Linked DNA regions of Canis lupus: regions 1 and 3 are each linked to region 2. A link is a contact called in public Hi-C data. All regions are on one chromosome and are shown on one strand. The core of a region is the stretch at or near the end of the contact, and the rest is flanking DNA. Distances in the headings are between cores, read along the strand shown. Region 1 holds the start of INTS6 (integrator complex subunit 6). Region 2 holds the start of ALG11 (GDP-Man:Man(3)GlcNAc(2)-PP-Dol alpha-1,2-mannosyltransferase). Region 3 holds the start of WDFY2 (WD repeat and FYVE domain-containing protein 2).

What was found. Hi-C and Micro-C count contacts between places; a contact is called where the count stands out from the background.
Region 1: a contact with region 2 is called in a Hi-C map of blood, with 4 times the contacts expected there. The contact joins the promoter of INTS6 here to the promoter of ALG11 in region 2. A contact is called at or near these places in 3 of 9 Hi-C or Micro-C datasets (amygdala and blood).
Region 3: a Hi-C map of blood shows a contact between it and region 2, with 2.4 times the contacts expected there. The contact joins the promoter of WDFY2 here to the promoter of ALG11 in region 2. A contact is called at or near these places in 2 of 9 Hi-C or Micro-C datasets (amygdala and blood).

The regions. Positions count from the first base shown.
Region 1 is chr22:516,913-521,523 of UU_Cfam_GSD_1.0, forward strand. INTS6 (integrator complex subunit 6) reads left to right here and starts at 1,749. Exons shown (of 18, transcript XM_038569412.1): 1 at 1,749-1,909; 2 at 2,123-2,200; 3 at 2,799-2,948. The coding sequence starts at 1,799. It overlaps LOC102156143 (a long non-coding RNA gene), which reads right to left and starts at 1,947. Exons shown (of 5, transcript XR_005376118.1): 1 at 1,871-1,947.
Region 2 is chr22:131,469-136,180 of UU_Cfam_GSD_1.0, forward strand. It overlaps ALG11 (GDP-Man:Man(3)GlcNAc(2)-PP-Dol alpha-1,2-mannosyltransferase), which reads right to left and starts at 2,221. Exons shown (of 4, transcript XM_038569403.1): 1 at 2,011-2,221. The coding sequence starts at 2,054.
Region 3 is chr22:435,617-440,210 of UU_Cfam_GSD_1.0, forward strand. It overlaps WDFY2 (WD repeat and FYVE domain-containing protein 2), which reads right to left and starts at 2,291. Exons shown (of 12, transcript XM_038569406.1): 1 at 2,115-2,291. The coding sequence starts at 2,251. LOC119865164 (a long non-coding RNA gene) reads left to right here and starts at 1,492. Exons shown (of 3, transcript XR_005376111.1): 1 at 1,492-1,747.

The sequences.
Region 1 (4,611 bases), core at 499-2,998, 380 kb after region 2:
GCAGGGCGGCAGGAGAGGGCCTGGACCTGTTCCTGTGGGAGGTCGGTCTGGAGCACACGGGGGGGGGGGGGGGGGGGGGTTGGGTTCACCCCGCGGCCCGGGACCCGGCTGCACCCCCGCCCCCGCCCGGAATCCGGGGCGGCCTCGGGGCAGCACCTGCGCGGGCGGAGCTCGGCCTCTCAGCCGAAGAGCAGCCAACCTCGGGGTTCTCGGGCGCCGCGGCCCGCGCCGGTGGGGACGTCGGGCCGCGCGGGGGAAGCGCTGTCCCCGGGGCCCGGACGCGCCGCGCAGCGCCTCTCGCGGGTCCCGCCCTCGCCCCGGCGCCCCCCCCCGGCTCCTCCCACCCCCGGCCCCCCGCCCTGCTGACCCCCGCCGGCTCCCCCCCCGACTCCCTCCACCACCCCGTTCCCTCCCCCCGACACCCCCTTGGTCCCCCCATCGACCCCCGGCTCCCCCCACCTCCCGACCTCCCTCGGCCCTCCCGACCCCCGCCCCCGGTTTCCTGCCCCCGACCCCCCTTGGCTCCCCCCATCGACCCCCTCGGCTCCCCCCACCCCCGACCTCCCTCGGCCCTCCCGGTTCCCTTCCCCCTTGGCCCCCGTCCCTCTCCCGGCTCCCCCCACCCTCCTCGGCCCCCCGTCGACACTCCCCCCCGCCTCCCCCGGCCCTCCCCCCGGCTCCTTCCACCCCCCTCCCCGGTTCCCTCCCCGCGGCCCGCGGGGGCGGCGGCGCTGGCGGCGCCCGGCCCCGGGTCATCAACAGCGTCCGCCGCCCCTCCCCCGCCCCGCCCCGCGCCGACCCGGGACCGCGGGGCTGCCCGCCGCCGAGCGGCCGTCGGACTCGGGGCTCGGCCCCGCCTGGCCCGCCCGCCGCGGAGGGGGCGCCGCCGAGCGCCGGGGCACCGGGGGCCGCGCCGGCCCGCACCTCCCTCCCCCCGGCCCCGGTCACCTCCAGCGGCCCGGGAGGCCGGCAGCCCCGCCCCGCCCCGCCCCTCCGCGGAGCCCGCCTCCGCGCCCGCCCGCCCGCTCGTCCCCGGCGCCCGCACGCACGCGCGCCCGCCGCCCCGCCCCGCCCCGCCCCGCCGCCCCGCCCCCGCCTCCGCGCGTGCTCCGTAACTGCCGCCGCCGCCGGCCCGCGGGCCCGCCCCGCCCCCCAGCTGTTTGAATATGCTAATGCGAGGCTGCGCACGGGCCAATGGGGCGGCGGGGCGGCGCGTCACGTGGGCCGGGGACGTGTCAGGGGCGGGGCCCCCGCGGCCCCTGCCCGAGTTAAAACCGGAGCGTGCGAGAGAAAAGCGCTTCAGTAGCGAGAGGGGCTGAGAAAGTGGTGACACCGCCGGGGTGCGGAGCGAGTCCCCGAAACTTCTCCCAACAGCCCCGGGGCCGGTCCCCGTCAGCCCCTGCCCCCGCGCCCGCGCCCGCGCCCGCGCCCGCGCCCGCTCCGGGGGTGGGAGGGGAGCCGGGCCCGTCTCCCGCCGGGGCACACACGGGGGCCGGGAGCGGGGACGGGGCCCCCGAGGCGGGGGGGGCCGGGCCGGCCGAGCGCCCCGGCGGCGGAGGCGGAGGCGGAGGCGGGGGCGGGGGGCGGCGGGGGCGCCGGGAGCGCCGGGGCCGCCGGGGCCGGGGAGTTTCCTCGCAAGTGCGGGCGCGGGGACTCCCCGCCGCCGGAGGCCAGGGCCGGGCGGCGCGCTCGCCCCGGGGGCCGCGCTCCCCGCCCCGCGCCGCCGCCGCCGCCGCCGCCGCCGCCGTCGTCTCCGCGCCCGCCGCCGCCTCGGGCCCCGGTGCGCCCGGCCGGCACTATGCCCATCTTGCTGTTCCTGATAGACACGTCTGCCTCCATGAACCAGCGCAGCCATCTGGGCACCACCTACCTGGACACGGCCAAAGGCGCGGTGGAGACCTTCATGAAGGTACCGAGCGGCCGGCGCGCCCGGCGGGCGGGGGCGGGGGCGGGGGCGGGCGGGGGCGCGGCGCGGCGCGGTGCGGTGCGGGCCCCGGGCTGCGGGCCGCGGGCTGCGGGCGCCGGGCGGCCCCTCCCCCACCGCGCGGGGCTGGCGGGGCTCGGCGGGCGCCTCGTCACCGCGCCCCCGGCCCCCGCGGCCGCCGCCCCTCCCTCTCCGCAGCTCCGCGCCCGGGACCCTGCGAGCCGCGGAGACAGGTACATGCTGGTCACTTTCGAAGAGCCGCCCTATGCCATCAAGGTAGGAGCGCCGCCCGCGCCTCCCCGCCCCCACCGCGCTCCCCTCCCCCCCCCCCGCCCCCCCCCCCCGCCGCCCCCCCGCCGCCGCCGCCGGCCCGCCGCCCCCGCCCCCGCCCCGGCGCGGCCCCGACTCGCGGGGCGCCCGCCGAGCCCTCCCCTCCCCTCCCCGGCCCGGCCCGGCGGCCCCGGCGGCGGCGGCGGCGCGGCGCTCAACATGGCCGACATTTCCCCTCCGCGGCGCGAGCGGCAGCAAGGCACTGTGGGGGATATTTATTCAAGTTCGCCGAGTGACAGCCGGGCCGGCCGCGCCGAGCGGGCTCCGCGGTGAAGGGGACCCGGGCGGGGGGGCCGCGGGACGGCCGCCGGGAGCTCGCGGACGGCCGCCCCCCTCAGCGGCGCCGGCGGGGGGAGGGGCGCTCTGAGGTGCGCGGCGCCCGGCCCTGCGGCCCGCGGAAGCCGCCCCTCAGCGGGCGGACGGCGGCCCCGAGGCGCCCGAGGATGCGAGACCGCGGGAGGAGGAGGAGGAGGAGGAGAAGGAGGAGAAGAAGAAAAATACACTAAAAACAAAAAAACCACGATTCCCACATTTTTCCTTTCAGGCCGGATGGAAGGAAAACCACGCAACGTTTATGAATGAACTGAAGAACCTTCAGGCCGAAGGACTTACGACTCTTGGCCAATCCCTAAGGACAGCTTTTGATTTATTAAATTTAAATAGATTAGTAACTGGCATAGACAACTATGGGCAGGTAGGTTGAACCAACGTCAAGGTGGAAAAAGCAGCTCATTTTTTTTTTCCTTTCCCTTCTTCTTGTGGGGAAAAAAAAAAGAAACCCAGTCAAGTCTGAAACGTATATAACGCGAAATACAAGTAGGAAACGTTTCGGGTTAAAGGACAATGTGCACAAGTGCAAAAGTGAAACCGACCATGCTGTCTATGGTCTTAAAGCCCTCGTTGCTTTTTTTTTTTCTTTCTGACCGTCCCCCCCCGAAAATGTATTTGTATTCCCAATTAGAGCCTGAGTTTTGTGCCATACAGTTGACACGAATTTGCTTTTGATCCCGTAAGTAAGGCTCACTCAGGTTTTAAAAGAAAACACCCTGACCACGCTCAGTTTCTGGGATGCTCTACCCACAGACGCCTGTGCAGCGACGGCACTGACTGACAGACACTAGTTGATTAGTGGTCTTCATTTCTGTATTACTGAAAACGTCAGTGGAAACTTTCCTGTTTGTCTTACCAGGGTTTATTTTAACCACCGTGTTTTATAGCTATTCTGAAAGGTAAGAAGATTTTCATTGGACGGCAGATAGCTGAGTACGTTAAGGTGTCTCAGCTGTTGAAGCAACTGCAGTAAGCGACTATGCAGAAAAAATTATAAATTCATTTCTGAATTAGATCGCAGGTCCAGAGGTGGTTATTATTTTTGAACTCCAGACTTTTGGAAAAGAGACGGCTTGAATTCTCTTTATCCTCTCTGCCCCTCCACCCCCACCCCCACCCCCATTATGGTTCACTAGGAAATAATGCAAGGTGGTGGTCCATTATAACTTTTGAGATTGCTGGCGGGGAGGAGAAAAGATACTGATGAATGAGTAATGTCACACATAACAAGAGAATATTGACCTCAAGTTCGATACTTAGGTTGTGCAGAAGCACTATTTACCACAATGATACATTTAGGAATACATTTTGTTCTTTTCCCAAGCTCCATGAACCACAATCTTCAGGAGTTTGACAAATCTTCCTGTGACTAGGACTTTTTGTTGCATTATATAGAAAGAAGCAGAATTGTTACTTCTTTTACAAATGTTAGTGCTTACTACCTTCTTTTACAAATGTCAGTGCTTAGTTACCTACTACTCGGCGCCTAAACATTTTTGGAAATGTTTGCATATAATCCTATAGCCTTTAAAGTATATGTGCAATTCAGGTTCACTTTGTTCTATTTCTACTGAATTGTACCTCCGTTGTTTAATTCAGTAAGTGTTTATTTTCTTAGCATATTAATCTTTATGTTTTTCTTCTCTTTAATTTCGCAACATTTGTAGTAATTTAGGTAGGTGTGTCATGAACTCTTCAGTTTGTTCCTATAAACCGGATTTCTTTTCCTTTTATAGTCCTTTGTTACATGCAGTGCTATACAGGCTTGTTGGTTAAGGTTTAGATCTAAACATCTTTGAGTTCAAAGACAGATTTAAAACTTGCCATTATTTGGTTCTTATTTGGTTATCAGGTTGTCAGTGTATAGAAGAACTATTAGTTTCCTGTTTCTCTGCGTCACCCAAGTGGGCAAGGCATTTACACGCATTTACCTCTTACCACCTATTAAAAATGTCTTAGAGTGCTTCCTTAGAAAAGCTGATTTTCATGGAAAGGCTTGAAGACATTTGTAAATTAAACCTGTGTTT
Region 2 (4,712 bases), core at 971-3,470:
ATTAAACATCCTCCATTGCTTGCACATTAAAACTACTCATTTTACGGGCACCTGGGTGGCTCAGTCAGTTAAGTGCCAGCTCAGTTTATGATCTCAGGGTCCTGGGATGGAGCCCCTCATCAGACACTGGGCTCAGCAGGGAGTCTGCGAAGGGTTCTCTCTCCCCCTCTCCCCACCTCTAAAATAAATAAATCTTTTAAAAAAAAAAACTACCAATTTTAGAATTTATTTAAATATAACTAAAAATATGTGCCATTAAATAATGTTTATCATAGAAACACAAGGCTTTCTTGGTGGCTCAGTGGTTTAGCACCTACCTTCAGCCCAGGGTGTGATCCTGGGTCCCGGTATCAAGTCCTGCATTGGGCTCCCTGCATGGTGCCTGCTTCTCCCTCTGCCTGTGTCTCTGCCTCTCTCTCTCTCTCTCTCTCTGTGCGTCTCATGAATAAATAAGGTATTTTTTTAAAAAGATAACTGCAATCAACAGTGAGTCATTCATTCAACAAACATTTATTTAGCCATTATAATGTGCAAAGGACTGAATTATGGATGTTTCAAATGGCAGGGAAGAACATGAAGCCTCTGAAAATAGAATTTCCTGTCCAAAATATTTTAAATAATCATTATAGAATCTGGAGTAGAGGAGACAAAAGTGAAGAAATAATACCCAAAGTCTGGAGAGAATACCGCTTTTCGGGATGCTATGTGTTAATTACAAATTTTCAACCTGAACAAAAATAGGTTGGTGTTACAGACCTCTGTAGATGGAATATACTAGGTCTTCTTTTTATATAAATACATGAATACAGGGCAAAACATGTAAAATGCAGTACTATTACTAGAACAAATGTAGGAAAAAAGTCTGTTTTTTTTTTTGTTTGTTTGTTTTTTCCACCAACATGTTAACAGTCGTTATCTCTGGATGGTAGCATGCCTGGTGATTTTTCTTTTTTGCTCATCTATTTCCTAACTTTTTTTACAAGAAACAATGTAGTGACTATGTGATAAAATTTTATGTGACTATTCTTCCATCAACCAGAAATAAAGATCAGCGGATAATCATGGGGCTGAGGATTCAACATGAACTTTCTATCTGTGAACTAAAACCGTCCCTGAGAGGGCTCAGGAGGCCAGCGCGGAGCCCCATCCCTCAGTCCCACGAAGGCCGAGCATCACGCCCCGAGTCCTGGGGAGGAGCTGCCTGCGCAGACCCCGCCGCCAGCGCGCATCTCCCAGAGCGTCCCAGGAGCCGCCAGGAGACCCCCCCGGCCCCCCGCGTCCCCTCGGGTGTCACTCACCCCGCCCGCCCCGCCCCCCAGCTTCCGGTCCCGCGGGATCAGCACTGCGGGCCGGGGGTGCGCGCGCATCTCCCAGAGCGTCCCAGGAGCCGCCAGGAGACCCCCCCGGCCCCCCGCGTCCCCTCGGGTGTCACTCACCCCGCCCGCCCCGCCCCCCAGCTTCCGGTCCGGGAGCCGGGGGCCCTCTCCTTCGGTTTCGCCAGAGCCCGTGCCTCTCTGCTCTTCCCGGAAAACCAAGGCCAAAACCAAACCATTGCTGCTGGTAGGACAGTGGTTTTGTCTGCAAAGCTGACGGAGTCGATGACGTCTGACCATGACCGTGTCGGTGAGGAGGGGCGGCCACGACGGGAGAGGGAGAGCCCATCCTCCACCAAGGGACAGACGCGGTAGTTCGGAGGGCTTCGTGGCTCAGTCACAAAGGAAGAGGAGAAGTGAGTAGGAACGATCCGTGACAGAGCGAGGAGAGCACCAGGAGGGAAACGCCGGCCCTCACCGCACGGGGCAGGCCGACACGAGGCGGTAGGCGGACTCTTTAATCCGGTCAGCTCCAGTCTGACTGGAAACTCCGAGGTGAGAGGAAAGCGCTGTCTTTGCGGAAACAGACGAGGACCGGGGCAGGAAGACCCCCTCCCCGCAAGTTCCAGTTGCACGAGGCGGACAAGTGTCCCCGCGAAAGAAAACGCCTGCAAACCCGCCCCACCGCGCTCCTCACCTCAGTAACTCGCACAGGCACCAGCCCCCTTTGGCGGCCGCCATCTTCCCTCGACCCCCGACCTCCGGAAGCGCTTCGCTGTTACTCTTCTCTATTGGCTCCTGAGGAAGCGGGGGGCGGGGGGTGTTCTCTCCGCCTCCGCGGGGCCCATCTTGCGTTCCAATTGGCTGCTGGCAGTAGCTTCCCACGGCCTTCCAGCCAATAGGATCTCCCGGGGAGGAGACGAGCGTTCGGCGTGGCGCACAAGGGTCCCGCCTCCAGTGGGCGGGGCCGGAGCGGGAGTTGGGCTGGGGGGCGTGGCCTGCGATGGACACCGGCGCCCCGCCCTCGGCTCCCTCCCCCACGGGAAGCCCCCCGCCCCGGGCCCGCGGGCGGTTGAGACCAATGGGAGGTCCTTGCGCGCCTCGGGTCGATTTTCCAGGTGCAGAGGTCACCCCCGGCGCGGCTGTAACGCCTGGGATCCGGCGCTCGGGAGCCAGGCGCGGACCCGGACCGGGAGCCGGAGCCGGAGCCGGCGCCCGCCGCGCCGCACCTTCCCCGCCCGCGGCCGGCGCGCCCTGGGTCCGCATCTCCGCGCCCGCCCCGCGGCCCTCCCGGCGCTCGCTGCAGGCCGCAGACCGAGTCCGCAGCGCGCCGGCCCGAGGTAGCGGAGCCCCGGGGAGGACCGGCCCTGCCAGGGTGCGAGCGCGGCTCCGGGGCCCGTGGCGCGCGTCTGACCCACCCGCGGGCGAGGGCAGCGGGTCCCGGGCCTGTCCCCGTGCGGGCGCCCGGCCGCAGAGATGCAGCGCTCACCGCGCCCTTGTTCCCCCCCCCCCCCCCCCACCAGGTGACCGCAGGATTCGGTGCCCCCGGAGGACGATGCTGCAGCCGTAAGCCGAAGAGGCCGGTCGGACAGTAAGTGTCGTTCCCGGGCGCCGGGCGCGCACACCCACCTGGCGGCCCCTGCTCGCCCACCTGGCGGCTGGCGGCCGGCGTCCGCGGGGGGCGGGGCGCGGAGCCCCAGCCCGGGGGCAGTCGGGATCCTACCCCGAGCAGCCCCAGGACAGGCGGGGGCCCCGGCGGGTCTGCAGGACACTTTCCCATTCATCTTGGTGCTGAGGAATCTGAAGCTGGCGACGTAAAGTGAGCGTCGACTTGCTGCCGCGTAAGAGCGCGAATTGCCCGGGCTGATTAAATTAATTGCCCAGAGAAGTTACTCAGAGTGTGCGGATCTCTGTACGGTCTATTCAGGTCCTGCAACTTTTTTTTTTTTTTTTTTTTTTAAACAGGCTCCACACCCACGGTGGAGTCCGACGGGGACTCAGGACCCTGAACCGAGATCAAGAGCACTTAACCAGGCGCCCCCTGCGACTTTTCTTTTTTTTAAGAACTACTTTGGATTCATTTTAATTACACAAGTAATACGTTAATGCAGTCACTTAAAAATGCAAACAGTACAGAAGTATCAAGCATGAAAAGCAGATGCACTTTGTAATCCTTTTCTATTTATTTATATATGTCTCCATTTGTTCAGCAAACATTTATTGAAAAGTTACTGTGTTTCAGGCATGGTGTTGAAGAGCTGAAAATACCGTGGTTACCAAAAAAAGGTGTGTGTGTGTGTGTGTGTGTGTGTGTGCATCCAGAGAAATCTTTAGGTTTTGTATGTGTGTAGTTTTAAAATGTTTTGTTTCACATAAATGAAATCACATAGTGTATATCCTGCAACTTTATTTTCTTCAATACAACTGTGTTTTAGAGATTGTTTCAGCTCAGTATGTAAGCATCCGTCTTGTTCAGTTTAACCTCTGTACAGTATGGATGCATACCGTATGCATACCACAGTGTGTTTATCTTTTCCCTGTGGGTGATCCTTCTGGGTGCTTCTAATTTCTCCCCTCTCACAAGCCATGTTGTAGTGAACATCCTTGTGTGTGATTTGTAGTGTGACAGTTGACTATTTCTTTTTTCTTTTTTTTTTTAAGATTTTATTTATTTATTCATGAGAGACACAGAGAGAGGCAGAGACACAGGCAGAGGGGAAGCAGGCCCCCTGCAGAAAATCCCATGCAGGACTGATCCCAGGACTCTAGGATCACGCCTTGAGCCAAAGGCAGGTGCTCAACCCCTGAGCCCCCCAGGCATCCTGACAGTTGACTATTTCTTTAGGATAGATCATAGACTGAATGGGTGGTCTATAGATTTCAGAAGTTAATGATATTATTGTGTGCCCTTTTGTAGTGAAATCTGTTTTGGGCTCTGGTAGTATGGCAATGAAAGGTAAGTGGATTAATGGATGGGTAGAGAGAGGCTGGCTGATAGGTGATTCTTAGTGTGATGACTGCAGTTAATGGAAGTGTGAAGAACTTACGGGGGAGGGGTGGCTCAGACAAGGGAAGAAGCTTCAAACCACGCAATGCTTCCACCTCAGTACTCATCTGAAAAATCCTTAACCTTCCAGATTAAACTCAAGATACTTCGTCCTTAAAACTTCGGTAACTGCTTTTCCCAATGTTGAGCTCACCTTCTTCTGGATAGTAATAGCAATAGCCAGCGTTATTGAGCTTACTACTGCTAGGCTCTGTGTTACATACTTTATATACCCCCACTCTGTTATTTAGTCCTCACAAAACCCTTCATTATAGGTCTTATTTTCCTCTTATTACCATTTATTTAACAAATTTTTATAGTATTTACTAGGTGCCAGGCATTCTAGGCCCAGT
Region 3 (4,594 bases), core at 1,041-3,540, 300 kb after region 2:
TGGGGTCCTGATATCAAGTTCTGCATTCGGGCTCCCTGCATGGAGCCTGCTTCTCCCTCTGCCTGTGTCTCTGCCACTCTCTGTCTCTCATGAATAAATAAATAAAATATTTTTTTAAAAAGACATGCTACTTCTGCTTTTCCAAACACCTTGAAATGCATCTCACTAAAGCTGTTTCCTTCTAGGGAAACACACTAAAATGGGAATCAGGAGACTTGAGCCAGGCCTGGCTTCACCACCTGCTACCTGAATTTGGGCAGGTAAATTCTCTGGCCTAAATTTTCGAATCCATAAAATGAAGCCATTAGAGCAAATACCCGCTAAGATCCCTCTGAACTCTAAAAAGAAAACAAAAAAAAAAAAAAAAAAGAGAGAAATCCTAAAAACTTACCTCTACTCTCAAACTATCAACAAAAGCAAAAAATTTCAAAACTAATGTTAAAGGACCTTAAGTTTAACTACCTTTCTCCTTCTTTTACTTGAGTCAACAAACTTATTTATGAATTTCCTACAGCAGGTAGGTTAAGCGGTTTCCTACAGTTATATACGGGGAAACTGACACCAATATATCCCTTTAGAAACAATTCTGTAACAAAACATTTCTAGGTTCAGAAGCAATCCCCTAAATGGAATTTTGCCTCTATCAAAAAATTAAACACTCATAAACTTCTTTGAGAATTTCAAAAGGTTTTTAATCCATGTTCTCCATTTCTCCATTTCTGCAACATATTTTTTCTGTTCGTTGTTGGTGGGGAGGGAGCATTGGCCTATGTTTACAATTTTACAATTTTCCCTACTGGATTTAGGAAATGAATCCAGCACCTTCTGGCCATTTGTAGGGAGTAGGATGCAGACAAGCACATGTGCCTGATATACTCATCCCAGTGGCACTGAAGAACCTATCATATGAATACACCTAGCAGGCAAATTTTTTCGATGTAGGTATGTATGCAAAGTGCATACACTGGGGAAATGACTATAAGGACAGAAACGAACACGTTACTGCTTTCCCCCTGCCTGCAAGTGTACCAGTCACAGAGAAAAAATCTCTCTAGCTCAGCATAAAGAACTGACATTAAGGGATCCCTGGGTGGCGCAGCGGTTTGGCGCCTGCCTTTGGCCCAGGGCGCGATCCTGGAGACCCGGGATCGAATCCTACATCAGGCTCCCGGTGCATGGAGCCTGCTTCTCCCTCTGCCTGTGTCTCTGCCTCTCTCTCTCTGTGACTATCATAAATAAAAAAAAAGTCTTTAAAAAAAAAAAAAACTGACATTAAGAAAACCTACCTCCTGTTTTAAGTAAAAGCCCCAAGTCCTATACCTCGACGCTGCTGCATTTTTCAGAACGTTAGTGGGTACCACTGAAACAACAGTTCCAGATAAACGCCGTGAGCACTATATTCAAGCATCAGTCCCATGGAAATCTGCTGTCATCAGCTTAATTTCTGCATATTAAATGAATTCCGTTAAAGCGCAAATGCTACTACTGGCTGAAAAACAAAGGGAACGTAGGAAAGGCAGAACAACCCGCTTCACTTCTGCAAATTAAGTAAAATTAAGCAAAAAAAAAAAAAGAAAGGAAGCGAGCAAAGGGAAGGAACTCCGAGCTGTCTGCAGCAGTGGTCCCTCGCAAGTTCTGGTGCTTCCCCTCCAAGACACCGGAGGAGGAGAGCAAAGAAGACAAGGCGCCTCTCCTTCCGGGAGTCAGACTCCGCACAGCTTGCAGTATTCGCCGAATTCGCTGTGAGGTGCGCAGGGGAGCGGGGGGCGGGGGGCGGGGGGCGGTGGGGTCCGCGCGGGGGGCGGCGCGGGCCTGCGCGGGCGGCAACCGGGGCACCGCGGCGCTCCGGGCGCGAGCAGCCTCCGGCGCGCACCTGCAGGGGCCCCCCGCCCCCCGCCCCCCGCAGGGCCGCCCCGGGTCCAGGGCCCCGCGCCCGGCCACCCGCTCCGGGCTCCGCGCTCCGGGCTCCGCGCTCCGGGCTCCGCGCTCCGGGCTCCGGGCCCCGCTCCCCCGCCCCGCGCCGCCCCGCCCCGCCCCGCCGCAGGCCCGGCCCGCACGCAGACCCCGGGGCCGCCGGGCCGTCGAGCCTCCCCGCGTGCAGGGCGGCGGCGCACCTGTCCTCCGACACGCTGATGACGCCCTCCTCCTTGGGCACGAGCACCGCCATGTTCACCACCTCCTGGGACCCCTCGACCCGCTGCAGCAGGATGGGCTTGCGGGTCAGCGGCTGCGGCTGCACCTCCGCCGCCATCGGGGGACGCGGCGCGCCGCGGGGCCGGGCCGGGGCGACGGGGCGGGCACGGGCGGAGACGGCGACTCGGGCTGACGGGGGCCGCGCCCCGGGACCGACTCCGCGCCCCCGGCTCGGGGCACCGAGACCGCCGCGACCCGGCTGCGAGCCGGCGCCACCGCCGGCGGGGGGCGGGGCCGGGGGCGGGGCCTGCGGGAGGGGCGGGGCCGGGAGGGCGGGGCCTGCCGCGGGGGCGGCCGCCGGTGGGCGCGAGGGCGGCTGCTCTTCCGGAAGAGCGGTGGGGGAGGAGCGGAAACCCCGGGCAGGAGGCGGGGCGGGGCGGGGGGGCCCCACGCGCGTGCGCCGGCCCGCTAGCCCCGCCCCCCGCGGCCCCGTCGCCGTCAGGCCCGCCCCCGGGACGCATGCGCTGTCCGTTACCTGCGGGCTCCGCGACTCGTCACCTTCCACGTCAGGGGCTCAGTCCCCGCCCTTTTGCTGTCCCGGGAGCGCGCGGCAAACACCCCCGGGAACGCGCTTGCCACGTGCCCCGCCCCCTCCGGAGTCCCCGCCAAGGGGGCGGACGCGGGGCGGGGAGAGCGCGCCAGGGCGAGGCCGGAAAGCAGCCGCCCGCAGGCAGGAAGGCGGAACGCGGTGGGACGTGACCGGGCATGCGCGCTGCTTAGCTGTCGCGAGCGGCCTCTAAGAGCAGCGGGCCGCGGCTGCGGGCACGGGCTGCTCCCAGCGTGCACCGGGGCCAGCCCGAGGGCTCCTGGGAGTTGTAGTTCTCCGGGGCCTCCTCGCCCTTCGCCTGGAACGACCTATCGCCCACCTGGCAGCCGGGCCGAGCCGGCAGGCGGTCCCTACCCGCTGGGCTCAGGCCGCTGCCTGCGACTGTGCAGCCCGGAGATGGAGACCGGAGAGAATCCCTCGCGCAGGCGTCTTCGAGGGCGTTGAGACGCCGTCTGCGCTGTGATCCGTGCGGTTTCCTTCAATGACCTTAGCGGTGCGGGGTCACTGTGGCTCCCCGGGGCCCGCGCCCCCGACCTGCCGCGGCTCCCATCCCGGGTCCAGCCTTTGCAGCTTGCTGCAGGGACAAGGGGGAGCGTTACCGAGGTCACTGCGGAGTGCTGGGTGCCTGGCGCCAGGGCTCCTTGCACGATGACCCTCCCCGACCTGTGGGACCAGGCTCGGGGGGTCCCAACAGCCCCGCCAGGGCCGGGCCTCCTGGAAGCGCGTGTCCAGAGGCAGCATGCTGCAAAGCACCTGTCTCGCTACCGCGGCCCATCTCTGCGGAAGTTCTGCGAGGCGCTTGAAAGGGAGACCGGTGTTTCCCAGTTTGGGGACCTGGAACGAGGCGTTCCACTTCTCCGAGCCTCAGGTTCCGCATCCCTTAAGTGGAAAATAGTAATACCCACCATGGGTGTCACGTGAGACCTACAAAAGAGATTTTAAGTGTCTTCATGCACAATAGATGCTGTAGGATTCGAGCGATTGGGACATGGACATATTGGGGGGGGGAGTCATTATTCAGCTACCACTGTGTGGAATCAGGTACTATTCTTAGGCTCCTGACTCTCCTCCTATCCACTGCTGACCTCCAAACCCCTTTATGTACTGCTGCTCCACTCCGTCACTTACCTGTTCAGTAGGTGTTCCGAACATCCCGGAAGAGATCTGTAAATCCACTGCATCAGTCACACGGTGGTTTAGAACTCAGTTCCTAAGCGTCATCCTTGATTCTTATCTTCTCCTCCCAGCTCTTGTCCAAACCATGAACGAGCCCTATCTGCATGCGCTACCTCCAAAGTAGATTTTAATTTTCCCACTCAGACGCCTGGGTGGCTCAGTGGTTGAGCATCAAGCTTTGTCTCAGGCCGTGACCCCAGGGTCCTGGAATCGAGTCCCACATCGGGTTCTCTCTGCGTGTGTCTCTCATGAATAAATAAATAAAATCTTATTTTATTTTTTTAACATTTTATTTATTTATTCATGAGAGAGAGAGAGAGAGAGGCAGAGACACAGGCAGAGGGAGAAGCAGGCTCCTCACAGGGAGCCCAATGTGGGACTCAATCCCAGGTCTCCAGGATCACGCCCTGAGCCAAAGGCAGATGCTCAACCACTGAGCCACCCAGGTGTCCCAATAAAATCTTTAAAAAAAAAAATCTTTAGGGGATCCCTGGGTGGTGCAGCGGTTTGGCGCCTGCCTTTGGCCCAGGGCGCGGTCCTGGATATCCGGGATTGAATCCCACGTCAGGCTCCCGGTGCATGGAGCCTGCTTCTCCCTCTGCCTGTGTCTCTGCCTTTCTCTCTCTCTCTCTGTGTGCCTATCATACATAAATAAAAGTTAAAAATAAATAAATAAAT